Linked DNA regions of Triticum aestivum: region 2 is linked to region 1. Evidence: chromatin contacts called from public Hi-C data. All regions are on one chromosome and are shown on one strand. The core of a region is the stretch at or near the end of the contact, and the rest is flanking DNA. Distances in the headings are between cores, read along the strand shown.

Evidence for each region. Hi-C and Micro-C count contacts between places; a contact is called where the count stands out from the background.
Region 2: a Hi-C map of leaf shows a contact between it and region 1, with 4 times the contacts expected there. The contact joins the promoter of LOC123149894 here to the promoter of LOC123101919 in region 1. A contact is called at or near these places in 2 of 5 Hi-C or Micro-C datasets (both in leaf).

The regions. Positions count from the first base shown.
Region 1 is chr1B:694,533,745-694,540,429 of IWGSC CS RefSeq v2.1, reverse strand. It overlaps LOC123101919, which reads left to right and starts at 4,133. Exons shown (of 2, transcript XM_044523164.1): 1 at 4,133-4,580; 2 at 4,900-5,277. The coding sequence starts at 4,300. The coding sequence ends at 5,053.
Region 2 is chr1B:694,750,270-694,756,954 of IWGSC CS RefSeq v2.1, reverse strand. It overlaps LOC123149894 (mitochondrial outer membrane porin-like), which reads left to right and starts at 3,015. Exons shown (of 12, transcript XM_044569672.1): 1 at 3,015-3,310; 2 at 3,419-3,549; 3 at 3,652-4,083; 4 at 4,154-4,255; 5 at 5,089-5,190; 6 at 5,286-5,348; 7 at 6,017-6,422; 8 at 6,496-6,680. The coding sequence starts at 6,365.

The DNA of each region.
Region 1 (6,685 bases), core at 2,884-5,383:
TATAAGGCATGTAAGATAAGTCACCAAGCCGGACATGTTGTATGAGCTGGCCGGGACTCTGTAGACCGCAGGGCATCAACTCGTGTATATAAGGGGACAGCCCGGCAGCGGCTTAGGGCAAGAAACAACAACTCGAGAGCCAGGCAAAGCATATTCACTCCCTGGTCATCGAAACCCTAGTAATACCACCTCAAACTGGATTAGGACTTTACCTTCACCGCAAGAGGCCGAACCAGTATAAACTCCTCGTGTCCTTTGTCCTATTTAACCCCTTTAGTCTAACCTCGTCGCAATGGATCCACAACTAAGTCCTTCCATGAGGACATCTGTCGTGACACTTCCACGACACGTAGGGTCCGCACACTTAACGTTCGATGATGATTTATATTATGAGTTATGTGTTTTGGTGACCGAAGCTTGTTCGGAGTCCCAGATTAGATCAAAGACATGATGAGGAGTCTCGGAATGGTCGAGAGGTAAAGATTCATATATTGGAAGGTTGTATTCAGACATCGGAATGGTTTCGAGTGATTCGGGTATTTTTTCGGAGTACCGAGGGGTTACCGGAACCCCCCGGGGGAATATTGGGCCTACATGGGCCATAGGGGAGAGGGGAGGCAGACCACAATGGGTGGCCGCGCCCCCTCCCTATAGGGAGTCCGAATTGGACTAAGGAGGGGGGCGCGTCCCCCCTTTCCTTCTCCTCTTCCTCTCCCTTCCCTCTTTCCCCCTCTCCGGAAAAGGAAAGGGAGTCCAACTAGGATTGGGAGTCCTAGTTGGACTCCCCACTTTGGCGCGCCCCCTAGATCAACCGCCTCCTCCCCTTCTCCTTTATATATGGGGGCAGGGGGGCACCCCAAAGGCACATCAATTGTTCCTCAGCCGTGTGCGGTGCCCCCTCCACAGTTTACCACTTCGGTCATATTGTTGTAGTGCTTAGGCGAAACCCTGCACGGATCACATCACCAACACCGTCGCCACGCTGTCGTGTTGTCTAAACTCTCCCTCAACCCACTACTGTATCAAGAGCTCAAGGGACATCATCGTGCTGAACGTGTGCTGAACACAGAGGTGCCGTACGTTCAGTACTTGGATCGGTTGGATCGTGAAGACGTTCGACTACATCAACCGCGTTACATAACACTTCTGCTTTCGGTCTACGAGGGTACGTGGACACACTCTCATGTCTCGTTGCTACGCTTCTCCTAAATAGATCTTGCGTGACCGTAGGAATTTTTTTGAATTACTACGTTCCCCAATAGCATGGACAAAGAGAGGTCACTTCTCTCTATTAGCTAGCTAACACAATATGAAACCCCTAAACCCTCCAAAACCCCTACCCCCCCCCTTCAAAAAAAAACCCAACGTCTGCGAGCTGCTGACGCGTGGCTGCCTTTTGGTCTCGGTTGGTGTTACCAACTGAGACTAAAGGTCCTCCTGTCTGGGCGCCCCATAACGACCACGTGGAGCTCCTTTGGTCCCGAAGCCAACCGGGACTAAAGGTTTTGGGTATTAGTCCCGTTTGTTTTGTCCCAGTTTCAGAACTGGGACTAAAGGCCCTCTGGAACCGGGACCATAGCCATGTTTTCCACTAGTGTCATCAATCACCCTAGCACTGGTCCACCCACATAACTATTTATCAAAGTAGCGAACGGGAGCCGATGAATCATGACGAATGTGAATAGATGAAATTCACATGTGTCCTTGAGAACGCTTTGCTTACTATAAGAAGTACTTTTGGCTTGTCCTTTGCGATAAAATGATTAGTCCACCTTGTTGCACCTTGTTACTTTGGTTACGTGTTATTACCTGCTATGAATTATCTTGCTACCAAACTATTTGTTACTACTATTTCGTAGCACTTGCAGAGAAAGCCTTGTTGAAAACGCTTATCAATTCCTTCTGCTCCTTGTTTGGGTTCGACACTCTTACTTATCGAAAGGACTACGATTGATCCCCATACTTATGGGTCGTCAAGGCAACGCAACTAGCCTCTTGTGTAGGGTCATGTGCCCAACCAGATCTTCCTCCATGTCCACGTACACGCCCTCCTCCTCTGCCACCTCTTGGATGAGAACCAACCCCCTTAAACCAAGACGCCCGGCGTTCTTTGAACACAAGCGCTGAAGGAGGGTGTACTCCATTACCACATTTTCTTTGAAAACATGGCGGAGATATCCACACACAGCACACAAGTCCGAAAGACACACATAACATGATAGGGTTGCCACGGAAAGTCCAAGACCCCTTTTCCATCACTCTCTCCCAATCCCAAAGGCAAGAGAACTGCAATGTGTACAAGTTGTCCGCCGAATCTTCACCTCCTTGTCCAGGCCCCCAGGCTACCCTCATGTTCTTAAAGAACCAAAACTGGAAATAGTTTTTTTATATGAACTCGGGCTATGGCCATCCACCATGTTGTCCTTTCCGTGATCGCCTCCTCATCGTTAACCACCATGCCGTCGAGATCCTCTTTCGAGATCCCCTAACTCTTTTGGCATCTCCTCCACCTCCCACGAGTTCATCCTCGAATCACCTTTTTTTTTGAGGGGAGGAATGAAAACGGGTATTTCCTATTCGGCGCTGCAGGCGCCGGTTAAGGGCAATTTTCCTAACCGACGCCTGCAACCGCGTTAGGTGGGCTGGCCCATTTATCTGTTTCACACTGCAGTAGTTTTTCTTCTTCTTCTGTTTTCAAAAGAGTAAAACAAGTGCTCTTGCGGGGTGAGTCGAACCACTGACCTCCTGTGCCGTGACGCAATGACCTAACCACCACGCCTCTCAACCACGTTTGATATTTTCAACTTTGCTATTCTTTTATTACTTCTACTGTTACTTTCCTTTTTTTTCTTTTTCCTGGTTTGATGAACTTTTTCTGCGAAATTGATTAACTTTTCTTTAAAAGTTGATGAATTATTTTTCAAATTTGATAAACCTTTTTCATATTCGTTGAACTTTTTTCAAAATCTGTGAACTTTTATGAAAATCGATGAACTTTATTTCAATATCGATGAACTTTTTTCAATTTTCTTGAACTATTTTGTATTTCGTGAACTTTTTTTATCCGTGAACGTTTTTCAAACTGGTGAACTTTTTTAAATTCATTAACTTTTCTGAAATTAGTGAAATGTTTATAATTTATGAACCTTTTTTAATTCTCGTAAGCTTTTGTCAACTTGCTAACCACCTAGGACAACACACCTCCTTTGCTAAGTTTCTCCCATTTGCCCTTTTTGTTCTTTCTTTCTTTGTCTTTTTTCTCTTTCTTGTTTGCATTTTCTATATTTTTCTTTAATTTTCTCTTTCTTATCCTTTTCTGTTTCTTTCTTTTGTTTTATTTAATGCGTTCTTTTTTCTAAATTCGTGATTTCTTTTCTAAATTGATCAAAAAATCAAATTCGATGAACTCTTTTCAAATTTGGTGAACTTTTTTCAAATTTGAAGAACTCTTTTCAACTTCAATGAACTTTTTAAATTAAGATGAACTTTTTCCAAAATCTATGAACTTTTTTCAAAATCTATTGGTTTTCAAAAAAAATGATGAACTTTTATTGAAAGGTTGGTGAACTTTTTGGAAATTCCATGAACTTTTTTTAAATTTAGTGAACTCCTTTTCAAATTTGATGAACTTTTTTCAATTTCATGAACTTTTTTGAATCCGTCTACTTTTTTGAATACGTGAACTTTTTTTCTAATTCGGGATATTTTTTAAATCTGTGGACATTGAAGTTTTGTTCAGGTTTATGCTTGAAAAGAAATCAAGTTTTCCTAAATAGCACGGCAACTATTGTGTTCATTATATGTACGCGCATCATTTTTGACAAATGGTCGTTGTGCCACAAGTGGTCAGCCGAGCGCGCTCTGATCTGAATGTCTCCGGTTTGATTCCATGCGGCAGCCGGCAGCCAATTGTTTGATATTTTTCTCGCGCTATTACTTTTTGCGCTGCTGTTCCTGGGCCGGCCCACTGGCGTGCCGCAGTGAGCGCCAGTTGGCTCATCTGGCGCCTGAAGCGCTGACTAGGAGGTCCCTGAAAACTGCCGAAGTGGACTGTGTACGTGGGCTGGGCCTTGTGCTGGAGTATATACCTGGGGCGAGCGAGCAAGGGAAAAAGAGCTTTGTGTTCGTGTAGACTAAAAAAAAAGGAAAAGGAAAAAGAGCTCCCCTAATCGATCTCCAGATTGAGATCCCCTTCTTGCTTTCGTGTTGGAGACGGAAACGAAGGCGCCTCCCTCTGATCTGATATATACTGGAGTAGAATCGATCGAGAGGATCATCAGGCATCAAGTGAAGAAGTCGATGGCGGCGGCGATGAGATTCGGCGGTGGCGCTTTGCTCCGGCGAGCGCCCGTGGCGGCGGCAAGGGTGCGGCTCGCCCACACCAAGCCCTGCAGCCCGGAGGAGATGAGGGACGCCGCGGCCCGCGTGGCGGAGATCGACAAGGCCAAAGAGGAGCTGTTCGACAAGGTGCATGGCATGGTTACCACCTACGATGTCCCGCGCAGGATGAGTCGCGAGTACATGCTTCTCATGCAGCGCCTCTCCTCCCAAATCAACCCTAGACCCCAAGACCCAATCTGGTAACTATCTATCTTGTCTCATTTGATTATTATTATTTCGCATATTGTCTCTTGTCATGTACTCCCTCCGTCCCATTCTTGTCTTAGATTCGTCTAAATACGGATGTATCTAGGCGAATCTAAGACAAAGATTTTGGAACGGAGGGAGTACTTGTATTGGACGTTTTTGCAGCCTAATCTTAGTACAATCCAAATAGATAATACTAAGACTAAGCTACAGAAACGTCTTTCGTTAAGCTACTACAAATCCAATTCATCAAAGTTGTACTATATTCCATCTCATCCGTATATATTGTTTTTGTATTGTATTGTTTTGCAGGCGTTTTTGTCGACGCCACGAAAGACGCAATACTTACTACAAGTTTTTGGGGGCATGTACGAATGGCCTTTTGACTGGAGTTGGCATCGGCTTGCTCGTGTTTGTTCCACCAAAAAAGTCTGTCGCGGACTGGTGGAACAAAGTTACTAGTTGAATACACCTTTCCTCTCCTACAGCATACTTACTAGTGTCAAAATTGCTTTTATATTAATGTTTTTATATTATGGGACGGAGGGAGTGGCTTATGTTAGTGCCAACAAGACTAGCTTGTCATGAGGATTGTACTAGTCATCATATATATAGCTTAGCTGCTAGTTCTATCTTTGGATTGGACGGTCTATCCATCTTATATCGGCTTGTAAGCCTATGTTTCTTGTATGGTCTTTGCCCGCTAGCTACATAAGCTCTTTCGAACACATATTGATGCTGGCCGGCATGATCATCATCTTTCCCCCCTGCCGGTCCATCTGGGTCATGGTCGGTGCACGTTTTTCTCGCTCCTGCCATCTACGCTTGCATTTCTGTCCGTGAAGCTCTCTCGGACACAAATGCCTAACACGAGTTCATTCTTCTTTTTTCTTCTTCTTTTTGACAATGCAACACCTTCATCCTGCTCTTGAGTCTTTGTGATATGCCATTCATGAGGTGGTTCCGACCGATGGTCTCTCTCATGGATAGCCTACACTACCAGGTCGGTTTACAAGGTCCAGTATAAAATCTTTCGCAATAGCTATACCAAGTGCTTCGGTAAATTAATATTTTTCTGATTAAATTAATTCAGAAATAAATCTTGATGATATCACTAACAGTATGCTAATCTCATACTAATATGTAAATATGGAGGTGCATACTAGCCATACAACATGCATATCTATGATGAACTTACTAAGTTCTGTAAATTAATAATATTTATGTTCAATTTTCTTTTTTCTTTTTTCCCTTTTCTGGTTCGATGAACTATTTTTTAATCGTAAACTTTTTCTTCAAATCGATGAATTTCTTTTTTGCAAAATTGATAAGCTTTTTAAAAAATCAATTAATTTTTTCCAAATTTAGTAATTTTTTAAAATTCGATGAACTTTTTTTCAAATTCAATGAAGTTTTTTCAAATTGTTTTTTTTTTGCAAATTCGATATTCTTTTCCCAAATCGATTTCTTTTGCAAAATTCAATGATTTTTTTTTCAAATTTGTGAACTTTTTCCAAAATCCATGAACATTTTTGAATTCACAATTTTTTCATTTTTTGTGATTTTTTTAGTTTTTTCACAAGTCAACGGTTGACATGCTAAAATGCGACCGAGTGCTCGACATACATTGGGCAGCCCACAAGCGATGGCGTGTGGGTGCCTGGACGCTTCCCTGACGCTTAACGCCCCGAATAGGAGCTCCGTTATTTTTGCCTCAAAAAAAAGGAGCTCTGTTGTTTTGTTTTTTTAGGGGGAAATCATGCCGCTTTATTTAACCAAAACTCGGAATGTCATCTGAAATTACATCTAAGATAAAATCTGGTGGCGAATTCGCCCAAATCTCAGAACGGTTCTCCCCTACCCCTACTTTTGCTAACTTGTGAGCGGCAACATTCCCGGACCGATGAACCCAAGAAACCCTGGACTCCTCTCTTGACCTAAGCATCGCTTTTATCTCCTCTACCCATGGGCCTGCAGCAGACAAATTCCTTTGCGGTGAGTTGAGCATCTTGACCAGTGCCAAGCAATCAAGCTCGACATGCACCCGCGGAAAGTTTAGGGCATTTGCCACTTGAACGGCTTGCCTGCATGCCAAAAC
Region 2 (6,685 bases), core at 1,766-4,265, 220 kb before region 1:
ATGCGCCGTTTGAAGCACTTGTAAACACGCTCATTGCTACCTAGCTACATGTTGCAAGCTGCTGAATGGCCGTGCACAAACTAGTACCACCATGCACTAGCAAAACGTCCAATTTGAACGCACCATACAGAAGCTCGATGTTAAACTGGTAAAGAGAGTCTGGTAATCTAGAAGATGACTTCATCAGGGAAAAGCGGAAGCAACGGCAGGAGGGAAAGCAGGAGGATGCCATGAAGGACATTTTCCTCTCCTTTGTCGTTCTTTGATTTGTCCATGGTCACAGACCAAGACGACAGCCAACAGTGAGTTGGGAGATAACACTCGTTCTTTTCGTGTTCTCAGTTTTTTAAAAAGAGGTCGGAGGTTCTTTTTTATTTGCAGAGAAAATACCATGGTTTTGAGAAAACTGCAGTATTAAAGCTATAGTTTTTTGTGGTTGTCAAACAGGTCACAGTAATTAAAACCATGGTATTCCTAAAAACTTTAGTATATATAAAATGCATATAAAATATTGAGCTACCAAACAGGGCCTTAGTGATACAGAGAAAAAGAAATATATACATCTTGCTCTTTCACGGTATAATCAAAACAGAAAAAGCATTGATGACCTGTAGTAGGATCCCTTCAATTAATGGTACCATCTCTCAAAAGCGAGCTTCCAAATTATCCACGAGAGCCTCAGTAGGAGATTGCAAGAAAACCACATATTTGATCTCAAAACACTCTTGCTCAGGAAGTTCATTCATCTGGTCCCATGAAAAAAAAGGTTCATTCATTTGCTGATAATAGTAGGTCATGTAGTTGAGGTACGGGCTCAATGTGATGTCCGTCAGATACTTGGGTAAGGTCACTTGGCGGATATGCATAGTTTTGTAGCCGGATATCCATGCATAGCTGTGTAGCGGATATGCATTGTTGATAATGTTTTAGTTTTTAGCCTTCTCGTGCGTGTACGGTGTTCAAGAAGTTGGAGAAGAAAATCTTCACCATCATACATTGTTGGTTGAAGTTGAATGGGCGACTGAAATGGAACCTACACATAGCCAAGACCACCTTCCAAGCCATCGAGGAAGAAACCAGGGACCCAATGCATCATTTTGATGCAGAGGCCAGGGGATGTCCTCCTTTTCCAAAAAAAAAACCCGACCCAACAAAGAACCGCCAAAGAAGGTTAGAAGAGGGTTCCAGGAAAAGAAGTGGGAGGAGGAGAGGGGGAAGTGAGAAGGTGCGGCAGTCAAGATGATGGAGAGGTTGACGGACATCATGTCGAGGAAGAGGAGGCATAAATCAAGCGCTCCGGCACCAAGGAGGGAAAAAAGGCGGAGAGATTCAAATTATTGATGGAGGCGACAAAGAAGAAGGCCATGCTCGAAGAGAAGAAGGTGAAGCTCGGAGAAAAGAAGGTGCACATCCACAAAAAAAACAAGAAGGTGTAGATCGCAGCCAATGCAAAGTACACCAAGATATTGACATTGAGGGTGTGCTTGGTTTGTGCCCAAGGTTGCCCAACCAAAGCATTGGCTAGCCAAAATTTTGGTTGAGGTTTTGGTTGCCCATGATTTGGCCAACATTGGTAAGAAAAATGAACTAGAGTTGACTAGAGTTTATTGGCATGCCAAAAAATTGGCAACCATCCAAACAAAGACCAATCTTTGGGTCATGACCAAAATTTTGGTAAGGTGCACTTTGACCATAATCCAAACACACCCTGAATTTGAAGGCTTTGGATGCCAACGTAAGAATGATTATGCAAGCCGTCCGCTACAAGATATTGCAACGACAGAAAGAGAGTTGGAGGTGGCAGGTGACGAGAAGGAGGCGGAGGATGCGTATGCGACGATGACGACACCTTGAGTGTGGAGGCTAGGATTGTCGGTCCGACAGGACAGAAAATCTATTTTTTTGCATGGATTACCAGATTGATATATTTTTTTTGTGACCGGGCATATAAGAAGTAAGCATCTTTGTTTTTTTAAGGAAAGTAAGCATCTTTGTTTGGTCACTTAGTAGCTGAAATTAAGTCCCTTGTGGTTGATAGGGTGTTTATTCCGTGGAAACTTCATAGGTCTCAAAACAGTGTTTTTTTAAACATCAATACAGACTCAAAACAGTGCTGCAGATTGCCTAGCAAGGTATAGTCGCTTTGAGCGAGCTACGGCTGTGTGGCTCGTCAGAGGACCCCAATGTATTGAGGATCTCTTGCCAAGAGATTGTAGCCCTACCATAATGAATTAAAACCCTTTTGATCTCGCAAAAAAAAGTAAGCATACTTGCCTTTTGTTTGTTGTGATCGTGCATGTGATCCGGCGTGCAGTATGGACCGGGCTTTATTTGAATTTTAAACTGTTATTTACTGATGAACATATAAACAATAACTTTAGACGTCCGGTTACCGCATCAATGTCTCCCACCCTCAAGAAAAGAAAAGAAAAGAAAAGAGAAATGCCCTTGCTCCCACTCCCACTATGACTATCTTTAGTGAAAATAACACCACTCACGGTGGGGATGCATGCAGCAGCGTCACAACTTTGGGCGGCAGAGGTGGAGCGTCACGCCTTTGCATTGCACCTCACCGCCGGTGGGAAACGTCCGAGGATGGATTCATGGCGGAGAGGAGAATTTTTACCGGACCAGGGAGGGAAATGATGGGTTAATAATGCGCGCGGTTTTACCGGACCAGGAAATTAATTACTCGCGTAATAACAAAAAAGATTTTCTTTTCGGTCGCAGTTAATCACGGGCAATTGCTTTTAATTCCATACTCTAAAAAAGATTTCCTTCTTTTGCCCCCAAAAAAATCGCAACCAGAAACCGCGTGGGCCCCGCGACGTGGACAGCCCATCTGACTGACACGGTCCTTGTGTCGCTGGCTCGTGGGCCGGGGAGTGGGAGTGAGGGCTGCTACTGATTCAGCTTCAGCCCTTTCTCAAAAAAAAAAAAAGATTCAGCTTCAGCCGGGGGGGAGGCTGAGCTGAATTATCGCATCGCAGCTGCCATATATAACTTGGGTTGCCTCGTCTCTTTCCCCTACCTCCCTCCCAGCCTCTCTCCCAAGTCCCAACCCAACCCAACCCTAGCCGCCCCAATCTTCTTCTTCTTCTTCTTCCTCTCCCTCTTCTCTCCATGATTGAAAAACAAAACACAGCCAAGCAACGGATGGATGGATGGATGGATGGAGGCCTCTCCTTGCTTTTGCCTTTCTTCATCACAACAAGGCAAAAGCAGGATTCATGGATGGATGGATGGAGGCCTCTCTTCTCTTCAAGACAGGAAGGCAGAAGCAGGATTGATGGATGGATGTACCAAGAAGGTCAAAGACATCTTTCTCAACTAGATGGTGGTACCTACATGAGTTGTTTGTAATTGCATGAAAGATGAAATCCATCCATTGGTACTCACCCATGGATGGATTTTGCAGATCCGGCCACCTCCTCTTTGGATCTACAGTTTTCGGAGCAAAAGTCGTTGGATCTGCAAGTTTTTTGGTGCGGTGTTCTACTCACCATGCCCGTCAGGATCCGCCAAGGTCTCCTCCTCCTGGTAGCCATGGTATGCTACGTATCATAGATGCGTTACTTGAGATTCGTTTGTGTAATTCTATCTTGTTGCAAATTTCTTGCCCGACTGACGTTTTTTTTTCTTCCCCTGCAGCCGAGACGAACTCAGTTTCCTCTTTCTTTCTTTCTTTCTTTCCAAGAGGAAGAGGAAGGAAACTGGCCATAGCCCAGCACAATTTCACCCGCCGACCAAGGCCCAGTACAATCTCGCCCGCCGACCAAGGCCCAGCACAATCTCGCCCGCCGAAGGCCCAGCACCATTTCGCCCGCGGACCAAGGCCCAGCACCATTTCGCGCGCACTAAGGCCCAGGCGTCCCCCACCGACCAAGGGATGGCCGGGCACGACTACCCAGTTCCACGGCGCCGCCCACCCGACCCGACTCATTTCGCTACTTCCCCTCCCCGACCCCTCCACCATCCCCATCCCCATCCCCATCCAGAACCCTAGCTCCGCCTCCTCCACCGCCGCACCTCCTACCGCTGCCGCCGCGACACCGCCGGCCGGACTCCGATGGCCAGCAGGAGGTAACGTCTCCCGATCTGACCTCCCCCTTCTTCTCCTCGACCCCCCTCACCACCCTCGTCGATTTTTCAGGGGAGGCCATGGAGATGAGGGAGAGCCGGCGGACCAGGGAGGACAGGCAGACCCCCATGGCTACCAGGAGGACACCTTCGCGGATCGTGAGGATTGGGACAGGTGACCATCGCATTTCCCCATCCATCTTATCTTCTGGACACGTCCAGATTCTTCCTATGGGACGGTTTGATCCGCGTTGTGCTGTGTAGCCTCGAGCTGGTGCGGTTTGGTGACGCGTGTGATGCAATTCCCCTGTGTTGTGGTCGATTTCGTGGTTTAATTAGGCCTTCTGAGCAGTGTACTATTGTACGATGTGCTGCCGGCGTCATTTGGCTGACATCTAGGGCTTTGTGTTGTGTGTGAACTGATAACTGTCGGTGTTGGTGGTGAAATTGTCGATATCATGCTATAAGAAGTGACTAGGAACTGTTCCCCATCTAGGAGTTGTATCATTTTAGCGAGAACTATGCCTTGCCCCAACATTGCTGCTGTTATTGTGCTTAAGCTGGTTTGGTGCTCCTATAACTTCCTTAAGGAAATTCGCGATCTAGTATTTTGATCTTCTTTGCATATTGTGTGCTAGAGCGGCACTACCTATTTGTTTGCACCAGGTGCTTGCATTTTGACAAAATCAGATTGGAAAAAAAAGGGAGCACCATTTTGATGTGCATGCTCTAGTGTGTATGCATTTGCCCCATGACACGATGCGTGGCTAACATGATGTTTCCCTTTGACTGGTCTATCATCACAACACGTATGGCGTTGTATTTGTGTGTTCTGAGGAAATATGATGATGGTTGCAGAACAGACAGTATGGTTCTCTTGTGTGGCAGTAGATTTCCTTGATTGGTTAGGTAGTTGGATCACTGTATTTGAACTGCTGATGTTATCTGATTTGTTGCTGCATCATGTGACATGAATTCTGATTCTTCTCTGGACTGTTTTGTTTGAAGGTATCGCGCGGATGAGGATGTTCTGCCAGGAAACGCGCCGTTGAACTCTTTCCTCGCGAGGATCGCACGAGGGTTGGCCGCCAAATCGCGCCAAGGAAGGCAGTAAGTTTCTGCATGTTGCTGTGCTGCTCACCCCCTTTAGATCTTACTCTCAATTGCGTTTTTTGATTTACCCCCCTGCCCCTGCAAATGAGCAGGATTGGACAGAACGTATTGAACTTCTTCAAAGCTGTGGACAAGGACTGCACCAACATCTCAAGGTAAAATTATATTGCCGTGAGCTGTTGCTGTATAATCTAGATCCTGAATGAGTAGCTTATCCGTGGAGAGAATGCCACTGAATACCAAACATAGCTTTTTATTGCTGTATGTTTTATGGTAGACTCATTTGATTTCTGGTCCTGGTATGAAAGCAGGTCTGTATGATTTGTTTCCTTCATTTAATTTTTGTATGAACTGTTAATTCTTTTTTGCTCGTGCTTGCTGTTGTAGTGATTTCCTGACCATATGTTTGGTTGGTTGATGAACACTTGCTAAGATTCACTCTCCTGTCTTTTTAATTCTTTTTTGCTTGTGCTTGCTGTTGTAGTGATATCTCGACTATATGTTCAGTTGGTTGATGAACACTTGCTAAGATTCACTCTCCTGTCTTTTCTTGTTACCTTGCATTTGCTACTGGTTATGTAGTTGAACAGTTGTTACCTAAACTTTGACCAATTGTGATGTGCAATCATGTTTTGGCCTTATGCAAGCTTGGTTAATTTTTTGTGTTCTTGTACATTTATTGGAATTTTATTGTATAGTTGCCAGCTGCTTATCTAATCTAACTTTAGAAGAAAAATGCTCTGTCATCTTTATTGGTTTGGCTGATTAGCTGATTCATAGTTGTTATTGTTCTTTCCTGATGCTGATCTTGCAATTTTTGCAGAGAAGAATTTCTTGATTTCAAGACTTCCCTCGAGCACAGCTTGAAAGAAGTCAAGGCTGCTGTTGAGAAATCTGCCAAAGAACAGAAAATGTTTATCGAGGCCAGCACTACAGCAAACTCTGAGTTGATGCAAAGGGCCCTGCACCGCCTAGAGGTACTCTCGCAAGATATCAAGGCTGTTGTTGATGCTGGCGTCAAGTCCCAGGAAGCAAGCACTGATACTGCCGAGAAAATTTTCAACCTCATGAATGAGATGGCGGCCACACTAAAAGAGGCCCCCCCTCAAAGGCCGGTGATCTTCTTGGCAGGCTGGAGAAGCTTGCTTTCTGGCCAAAGAAGGTTAACAACATGTGTGAGCTTGTCTCTGACTATGCAACAGTAATTGTGGGCATTTGTTTGATTACTGGTAAGCTCTTTCGCCTCTAGTTTTGTTGGTGTTAGTTTCTCCTTATCTGCTGATGATGTTTGTGTGTTTGCAGGACTTGCTGATCAAAAACATGGACTTCTTGAACCAGGAGTGGAGGAGGCTCTTATTGAGAGGTTCTTTCCCAACAATAACCCTGGCTTGTTTGAAGAGATCGGGCGTCGGACAAGGGAGGTTATGTTCAAGGATTTCGAGCCTGTGATAAGCGTACTGGTTGAGCCCCAGCGTGCTGATGGACCCGTGAG